Regions from separate parts of the Mus musculus genome. Here region 1 is linked to region 2. A link is a contact called in public promoter capture Hi-C data. All regions are on one chromosome and are shown on one strand. Each heading gives the region's core, a stretch centred on a gene start, on an enhancer-like site or on the middle of the called end of the contact. The rest is flanking DNA. Distances are from core to core; before and after follow the strand shown.

The links. Promoter capture Hi-C pulls out the DNA fragments that hold promoters and counts their contacts.
Region 1: a promoter capture Hi-C map of pre-B cells shows a contact between it and region 2. The contact joins the promoter of Chac2 here to the enhancer-like site in region 2. A contact is called at or near these places in 3 of 39 promoter capture datasets (cranial neural crest, embryonic stem cells and pre-B cells), 4 of 115 datasets of contacts at active chromatin or transcription factors (embryonic stem cells, memory CD8 T cells, stem cell-derived neural progenitor cells and 1 more) and 2 of 9 other capture datasets (adipose tissue and liver).

Annotation. Positions count from the first base shown.
Region 1 is chr11:30,983,190-30,988,255 of GRCm38.p6, forward strand. Chac2 (ChaC, cation transport regulator 2) reads right to left here and starts at 3,176. Exons shown (of 3, transcript NM_026527.3): 1 at 2,923-3,176. The coding sequence starts at 3,057. The region is part of intron 1 of Asb3 (ankyrin repeat and SOCS box-containing 3); the gene reads left to right.
Region 2 is chr11:30,192,600-30,197,371 of GRCm38.p6, forward strand. The region is part of intron 1 of Sptbn1 (spectrin beta, non-erythrocytic 1); the gene reads right to left. Among named protein-coding and RNA genes, the nearest start is that of Sptbn1, 25 kb to the right of the region's middle. Within about 2 kb of position 2,347, at least 10 of the 459 cell types and tissues checked have an H3K27ac peak or open chromatin away from gene starts, as enhancers often do. A contact at or near this core is called in pre-B cells, where this site is marked.

The sequences.
Region 1 (5,066 bases), core at 1,926-4,425, 790 kb after region 2:
AAGTGTGTGTGACGACATACACTTTATTCTAGAGTACGTGGGAGGTGCAGAAAGGAGAATCAGGAATTCATGGTCATGTTTGCTATATAGCAAGTTTCAAAACAGCTTGGGCTATACAAGACCCTATAGCAAACAAAACAAAATAAAACAAGCTTCCTTTTTTGCAGTTATAATTTTGGAGAAAATTCTCTTAAGTCAAATCTTCCCTTTGTTGAAAACCAGTCATTTTTGTGATACAGATGTATTTAAGTAAATGTAGAAGCTAGGTATGGTGGCACAGGCCTTTAGTCCCTGCGTTCTGGGAGGCAGAGAAAGTTGGATCTCTGAGTTTGAGGTCAGCTTGATCTTCAATGTGACTTCCATGCCAGCCAGAAGTACATAGTGAGACTGTCTCTAAAAATAAACAGAAACCTAGGAAGAAATTAAAGTTTAATGAAGAAATTCAAGCAAACAATTCTCTCTACTACACTATATGAAACAAGCCTTACATCTGTATAGCTGCCATTCTTATAACTAACTTACTGGGTACATACTTTTGTAAAAATACAGTTTATATCCTAAGAATTATCTGAGTCATTCCAAGTTGCTGAATAGTTCTGGAATATTCTTTTTTATTTTTGTCTAGATAGTTACATTTAGACAAATGTGAAGTCAAGTTAGGTTGTTTTGTCTAGTTCTTTAACAGAATACTGTATTTGAAATATATTTAGTGCTGGGCAGTGGTGGCACATGACTTTAATTCCAGCACTTGGGAGGCAGAGGCAGGCAGATTTCTGAGTTCGAGGCCAGCCTGGTCTACAGAGTGAGTTCCAGGACAGCCAGGGCTACACAGAGAAATCCTGCCTTGAAAAACCAAGGGGAAAAAAAAGGAATATATTTAGTGCTAAAAAGTTCTGTTAATGTTCTATGTTTTCCTCGTTGTTATTTTGAAATGAAAGGTGTAAAACTATTAGCCAACGCCCTTTAAGTCTTAGTGAGCTGAAGCACAAAGAAACATTGGCTTTGATAGATCTCTTACTACTTTTTTTTTTTTTAACATTTATTTACTTTCTATGTACACACCTGTGCCATGGCTTGTGTGTTGAGGTCAGAGGGTACCTTGTAGGAGTCAGTCTTGTCCTTTACTTGATGAGCTACATCTCTGGCCTTATTAAAAATGTAATTTTAAAAAGTTATCTTTTCCTTTTAAAGAACCATTGACCCCATCTTCCCAAAGACAGGGTCTTAACTATGTAGCTCTGGCCTCAATTCAGAGATTCACATGCATCTGCCTCCCAAGTGCTGGCATTAAAGATGTGTACGGTTATGCTGGGGTCTCTGATCCTACTTTTTAAAACTGATATACACAAACAGCACCACCACAAAACAAAACCATCACAACAACAAAATCTGAAAACAAACCATGGACTTTTAAAGAAATATTGTATTGATTAGACAATTTTTTTTTTTACCAGCAGTCTGCGTGACAGTACACATATCTTAATGTGCTATGTAAGAAAGATACCCTTTGATTGAGCCTATGTTGTAAAATATGCAGTCATAACCACATACCTGCCTGCTTAATGTTTGGTTATTAAAATGAAAAGCTAGTTTAAGGTATATATATATATATATACATACATACATACATATACATACATACATATATATACCTAAAAGGCATTTTATTTATTTTAATTCTTTAATATTTTAAATATTGTTTTATAGTAGTCTTGGTAATTCTTTGGTTATGGTGTTTCTGTTGATGTAAATAAACATTGGCCTCTGTTTGGGTTCCACCAGGCCAGGAAAGTCTACCTTAATTCTAAATTGACAAACTGTAGTTAGAATGGTTCTACCTCAGATGCTCTTCCTGATTTAAAGCCTGTATCTTTTGAGCAGGTACACACTGTGATCTTTCCCTTTCCTAAAATCTCTTCTGATACTTGGTTTCCAGTATTTCAGAATATTATGCTTTAGAGTATTTTTTAAAAATGGTGCTGGGAATTGAACTCGGGCAGGGCCTTGCATGCACTAGGTAAGAACTCTACTACTAAGCTATATTCCCAGACTTGTTTCTGAGCTTGAGGTCCAGGCCAGTATTGAACTTGTGATATTCTTTTGGATTACAATTTTGTACCAGCAGACTAGGCTAATTTTAAGAGTATGTTGGAGAACACAGGAACATTCAAAACCAAAGGTTAGATATTAACCAAACAAGTTACTAGTTCATACTTGTTTAACTTTTTTTTTCCACAGATTTTTTTTTTTTTTTTTTTTTTTTTTTTGTAGCCAAGGCAAATAGTGAGCTGCTTCTAACACTCTGAACCCCTGGAGAGCTGAATGCTTTATATGACCGAACTGAAAAACAGATCCAATGATTTGTATTTACATTAATAATTCAAGAGAACTATGGAGAAGGAACATTCAAATAATGGAGATTTTCAATTCATTACTCAGAACGAACTGCAAACCTCACATAACTTTGCTTATACCTCTCAATCAAAAAATCACCATGGGCATAAAAATTGGAATGACTGGAAACTAGTTCTTTCATGATCTTAGGCATTTTAAAACTAAAACATTGGAAACATAAATTGGAAATTTACAGGCACATATAAATTCAGACCAGTAAAAACCTGGCATAATATAGACATATCAACGAATTTACACACTGACCATGTGGTGACATGAAAATTCAACTTTATTATTTTGTGGGGTGGCAGAGGTTGCCAAGATAAGGGTGCTGTCCTGGCCACTTCAGCCTTGGGCGAGCTCCCTGTGCCCGTGCTTTCTGCTTTAGAAACTAATTACTGGCTTCTGAAGCGGCCTAAGGATATCCACTTCTTGAGAGAGGCAAGGGCAGGTGGCCAATGAAGTTGAGAGCTTTATCCTGTTCCAGTGCTCTGCTGGGTAGGTGGGCATGAGGCGCTGGCTCCTTACCTTGCCTGGGACCCCGCGGTGGTCCGTGCTACCTTGCCAGAAGCGCCGACTGTAGTTTGTGATGTAACCAACCAGCTTGTCCTGGTAGGGGAAGTCCACCTTCCAGATGAGGGACCCATAACCAAACACCCACATCTTTCTGGACCCTGACCGGCACTCGGACTTCAGAACGAGACTGCTACCGAGGGGAGTAACCGGCTGCTGGGGCAGTGCCAGGCGCTCTGGCTTCGCCTGATGTGCGGCGCAAAGCACACTGGGTTTTCAGAGCTTCTATGGTGCGGGAGGGGTGGGGGTAGGGAATGGGAGGCAGGGGACTACATTACCCACAATTCTTTAGAGTTTTACGACTCTCGAGTTGGAGCAGCACCCCTCCCACCTTTTTTTCTAGTGAGAATTGAAAGAGGAGAAAAGGCAGGACTCCTGTCTTATAGGGCACCACAATTAGCACGTAGTCATTTTGTTGTGCTTTGAAAATTGGCTAGCTGCCCACATCAAACAGCAGCCAGAGTGGCAGATCCCGGAAGTATAATATCTGTATGACCAAGTCCTGTGTCCTTTGCTTTTAAATAGAAGCAAAACAGTAGTTTTATGTGTGTGAAAAAGCAACTGGATTCTAATGGAAGTTGCTTATCAGATTGGGGGGAGGGGGGGAAGAACGGGACTGTTTAAGCATGATGAAGGAGAGAGGTTTTTATACAGTAAGAGACATCTGGAACAGTTCACAGTGGGCAGGACCAAACTGAGCTGTGCCATGTGAGAAGAGGGAGGGAAAGAAAGATGAGAGAGAGGGACTAGGTGCAGCAGCCTGGAGGCTCAAAAGGGATTTGGTTGGATTATATAGGAAAGGGCTGCTGCTAGAAGGTCAGCCCAGCCCTAGGGATGGAAAAGTTTAGAGTAGGGGTTGGGGTATGCCAGCAGGAGGGTCCTGAAATAGATCAGGACCGAAGGATGCAGGAAGAACTTGGCAGTCAGTGCCTATTATGATGTTAAGTAGGCACCTCAGCCATTTTTCTCACTTTTGAAACCTACCACTTATTTAAACTTCAAAGAACAGTTTGTTCAGTCTTAATCTCGGAGGCTCAGAGACGAGCAGGTGCACTCTCCCATTACATTACTTCACCAGTGGCTTTTACAGTGCTGCTTATAGAATCCTTTTCTTTTCTCAGGTGAATGGCTGCTGTTTTGTTTAATAAGAAACTTTGAGGATAATGAATATTCTTTACTGAACACTTAATTTGGATGGTTGAGGAGAATTCTTATATTTAGTTTAAAATGTATTGTTTTTCCTGGATTTCCTTCTTAACTCTTAAGTATTTTCATTGCCTCCCCATCAGACAGTTCTATTCTTGCAGAACTATGGCAGGACACCTTAAATTTTAGATAAAAACACTAGTGGGAAAATATGTAGAACCACTGTTGACTATTGGGAAACATATTTTCTTAGTCTTCCTTTGGGTTGTGTTCTTTGTATTCTTAAGATTATAATATTTTATGTATTTGAATTTCTCAAAAATTGAAAATTAAGTGATATATATACACTCCCTCCCCCCAAAAAGAACAGAGCTTTGTTTTTTGTCTTTGATTGGCACCCCACTGAAAAGCAAGCTGATGTCCTAAATGTTGCTATAGTGATATAAATAGTAAGGAAGCAAAAAAAAAATTCCTCCTAAGTTATAGGGATTTTTAAAATACACACTCTAGATAAAGGTTCCAAACACTGAACTCAAATACAGACTTTTGAAAGTGTTGAAGCAGTTACTACTTAAACTGTAGAAAATTTGGCTTGGATTTGCATTTTTCTGGGGAGAAACTTGTTTAATGCATCTCTCCAAGAGGTCAAACATTCTAAGAAATACTATCATCTGTTGAGTTAGTGCTATTTCTCACTTCAACCATTCTGATTCTTTATGGAGGAATAAGTCTAGAAATGTTGGGCGATTGCCCATTTATGAGGATTTCTGCTTTTGATCTTCAGCAATACTAGAGGAAAATGCTAACTTCAGAGAATGAAAAAAAATACGTATATATTACATTTATTTATTTATTTTATGCATATGAATACACCACCATTGCTCTCTTCAGAGACACCAGAAGAAGGCATGAGACCCCATAAAATAACAAGTTGTGGTTTCACAATGCTTGCC
Region 2 (4,772 bases), core at 1,097-3,596:
GTCACAAAGTTATCAGGACTTAATCCTGAGATGAAACTGGGGAAAGGTTTGATTTGCTTTGATGATTTGCCCCATAAAGTTGTCTGAGGAACATAACAAAAACAAAACAATACAGCGCATTTCATAAAATCCCTCAAATGTCCTCATATATAATCCTACCCCTAACCTTCCTACGAAAAATGGAGGAAGAAGAGGAGGAGGAAGAGGCCATTTGCTGCTGGAGATAGCGTGCAGCTTTAGTAGAGGATTAGAGTTTGGGTCCCAGCACTCCCATGGCTCTTAATAACTAAGTTTTATTTCCGGGACTCTAACATCATCTCTCTAGCTTCCATAGGCATTCCATACACATGCAGGAAAAACACTCATATACTGAAGATAAAAATAATGTTGGTCTAGAAAGTTGGGTCAGAGGTCAAGAGCACTTGCTGCTCTTGTAGAGGACCCAGGTTTAGCTCCTACCTGAGCCCACATGGCTCACAACCATCTCCATGTACACAGTCCCAGGGGATCTGACACCCTCTTCTGAAGTCTGAGGACACAAGGCACAACATGCTATGCATACATACATGCAGGTAAAACATCCATACACAAAATAAATTTAAAAATTATGTCATCAAGTCTGTTCACATTGTAATGGGAAATACTGAACATTTGTCTTTAAGACCTTAAGTATAGACTTAGACATTTTCTTTCTCTAAGGCTATTGAAATGAGGTAAAGCATATATTTTAAGTCACACCACAAACCAAAAGTTTACTAAAAACTTAATAAATGTTTTTCTGTGACAGAGTGATAGTGGCCCTCGCCTTTAATCCCAGCACTCAGAAGATAGAGGCAGGCAGAACTCTTTGAGTTCTAGGCCAGGTTAGGCTAGAGAAAGTTCCAGAATAGCCAGGGATATGCAGAGAAACCTTGTCTTGAAAAGATAAAGATATAAGGGTTCTTTATGAATCATGGGTATAAAATCAGCACTCATCTTTCTCCAAGACCTAAGAAATTAAAATAGCCAAGGATGGTGGTGGGCACCTATAATCCCAACATTTTGAAAAGAACAAGGAATTTAAGGCCAGACTCAATTACATAGTGTGTTTGGATTATATGAGTCCCTGTCTCAAAAATGGTGGTTCAGTAGTAGAAAAGGGTGACAGGGAATTAAGAGCTGGTAAGATAGCTCAATGTATAAAGGAACTTACTGAGCAAGACTAGTGAACTTTTAGTTCAATGCTCAGGACCCATAGAAAGTTTGAAGGTGGTATCCAACTCCACAGAGCTGTCCTCTAACCTCCATACACGTCACATACATATACAGTATAAGTAAGTAAATTATTAATTTTTATAGTTAAGAGGCTGGAAAGACAGCCTAATGGTTACAGTGCTTGCTACTCTTTCAGAGGACTGGAGACCGCTCCCAGCTATCACACTGGGTGGGTGACAAAAATCTGTAACCTCTAGGACATATGATGCTTTCTTCCCACTTCCAAGGGAAAACACAAAACACACACACACACACACACACACACACACACACACACACACACACACACACGTAATTAGAAAGCACCTCAGCATGTAATGAGCAGGGAAATGAACTCCTGTGGCCCGAAATTCAGTATTCTAGGGCAAACTCATCCAGCCAGAAGCTGCAGAAAGCGCTTCTCCAGAATGGTGCTAACCATAGAGTAAGGTGCAAAGAAGATTTAAAAAAACAAAACAAACAAACAAAACCTGTTTTGATGCTTTCCCTCTGGATTCTGCCTCTGCTATCTCACTGCTACAGCCAATCAGTGCTCTGGGCTGAGAGGAAGGGAAGCGGAAGAAGGCAGGCTAGAGATGAGGGACTGACTACCTGTCTACAGGTTTGACTGCAGTGAAGGAGTTGGAAGAGGAAGACCACACAGTATAGGGCCATTTGCACAAGTCCTGAATGCCAAGCTCAAGAGCGTATACTTTTTCATATACAATAAGCATGCATAAGAGAACACAGTGGGAGACTAACAAGGCAGAGGATTCTCCCACAAGGACTAAGCAGGCAGATGTACAACTACAGGGAAGGTATTGTGAACTTCTGTAATCACAGTTTTCTAAGCAGGAAGCTGAAACCAGTTGTTTCAACTTTCTTCGCTTATCTTAAAGTAAAAAAAGCAACAACAGAAAATGAATCCAACTTTATAAGACAGGGGTTGACCTGAATAATTTAATTTGACAGGTGGAAAAATGAAAGAAAGCTATGTACTGGTGGCTAAAGTCAGAGTTCAGAGATTGAAGACCCTGACCTCTCTTATTATGAACTTAGGAGTGATTAAAACAAGCTAACCAAAACCAGTATCTCTCAGTTCCTTAAGCCAATGAGATTCCCCCACCCCCACCCCGCCACTTACTCACTGGCCCATAAATCTCTACACACTATGTTATCTAAACAGACCAGGTTTCTCTTAATATCAGGTTTTGCTCAGCTGCTAGAAAAGCAAACTCCAACCAACTGCATCCAGCAACAAATATAGTAACATACTTCCATGAAATGAAAGCCCTTCCCAGACATATATACCAAGTATATAAATTCATAAGGGGGGCATTAAAAAAAAATCAACAAAACATCCCATACACTAGGTGACAAGAGCTAAGAAAGATTATTCCCCAGGCCTTCGAGCATGTATAAAATTATACCAGTACATAGAATTTATGTTATCAAAAATAACATTTACAAGAACTACAAGGATCAGAACAGCACACCAAGGATCAGGAGCTGAGAAAGGTTTTTATATAAACTCTCAGCTGGGCGTTGTGGCACAGGCTTTTAATCCCAGCACTTGGGAGGCAGAGGCAGGTGGATTTCTGAGTTTAAGGCCAGCCTGGTCTACAGAGTGAGTTCCAGGACAGCCAGGACTACCCAGGGAAACCCTGTCTCGAAAAAACAAACAAACAAACAAACAAAACCCCCAAACTCTCATCCTGTTTAAACCCCAATCTGTTTTTCTTCTCACTAGGACACTGTTGGAAGTTAGTGACCCTAATGTGACCCATCCTATTTGAAAGTTAATTCACCCTTTCTCAGTTCTTCAACACAGGTGGTTTTCTGTTATAGAAACACCAACAGTAAACTTATGCAACTCAAAACCACAGTATTTAAAAAGTCATCTGGAGCTAGAGCAAGTGACCGAGCTTACTTCTAAAAATTTGGTATATTTACTACACAACTTAATCCCCACCATTTTTAAAAGATAGTTCCTTGAGGAAAAAGAACATGAACTAAAATAGAGGGCATTCGTGTGATTTTTAAAAACCATTTCCTTGTCCAAAGAGGACAGTTAAGACATTTCCTGTGTATAAGCTCCACCCCAAGCAGTGAGCAACTTACAACTACACTTAAACCTTTTAGAATAACCCTTTTGTTATGGGTGGGTCAAACAGTGCGTTCCACACACATCCTCTTTATACTTTCTCTTACACAGGGTTTCTCTGTGTAGCCCTGGCTATCCTGGAACTCACTCTGGAGACCAGGCTGGCCTCAAACTCAGAAGTCCGCCTGCCTCTGCTTCCCAAGGGCTGGGATTAAAGGCGTGTCCCATCACTGCCAGGCTCTTTTTATACTTTCTACTGTTTGATTGTTTTTACTGACACTACACAGCATGGACAGGCTTGAAACAGTTTTCTGACTGAATCCTGTAAGTGCTTCTTCTCCTTAGAGAGCCCAGGCCAAGGAGAAAGGGGGCATTCTGAGTTCTTTTGATTCTACAAGTGTAGGGCTCCTCAAAGACCTAGAATATATGTTTTCTATTTCACTACTTGCAAGCTCACTCACCTAAATTTTCAAGAAAGCAAATTCCACTTTCAATGACTCAGAGATGCAACTAAAGACTTAGTTGATCTCCCAGTGCTAATGACCCACCTCTTAGCCAGACGCTGAAAGAATGCAGCAACATCTAGCAAATGTTTAAAAATCACATCCTGTTCTGCCTCATTTTCCAAAACAAGTCAATGTTGTCAAAATACTTTACAAGAAAAGTAAATCAATGAATGAAAGAGATCACCACTTTCCAATGAAAACATACGAGGACCAAGATGTTTCCTTCCATACCTCCTCATTTAGGACGGAGTTAAAATAAGAGACACACAGTCTTTGGATATTCTTTACAGTACTAGAGCTACTCCTACCTATTACCAGATTCTACAGGCTTCTAAGTGCAAGCTCTATTTTCAGCTAGAGACCTTTATTTTTTAGTCACGTATAGGCTGAGTGGCTGACCAAGGCATGCTGACTGGTCAGAAACAGCCCAGGGATACAAGCAGAAACAGCACACAACTGTTCCAGGAACCTGCTCTCCAGAAAAACATGTGCAGCAAAATACTGGATACCTTAAATCTTTGAGCCTGGCATAGACTCTAGAAAATGTCTGTAAGTGATCCAACTAATCCTACCCATAGCCCTGGAATGACAATAAGTGGCTTTTATTATAAATTACATAGCCCACCAAATTAATGGGAAAGCTGTCCTCCAACACAATACATCAAGAGTTAAAATTAGGCTTAGGAACTAAAACTAATTTATCAAGGACTTAGGAAGAAAAAGACCACTTCCTCCTCCCCTTTGCTATTGTTCTATTGGACTGGGTCTGGAGCAGTGTATTTTACACCTCTACGTGCTCCCAGAGGTAAGGGGCTGGGAGTTAAAGAGGCGGGCTGAAATAAAAGCATACTAATGGATCTATTAACATTAATCTCCTAGCATCCCGAATGGTGTGTGTGTGTTTCTCTCTCTCTCTCTCTCTCTCTCTC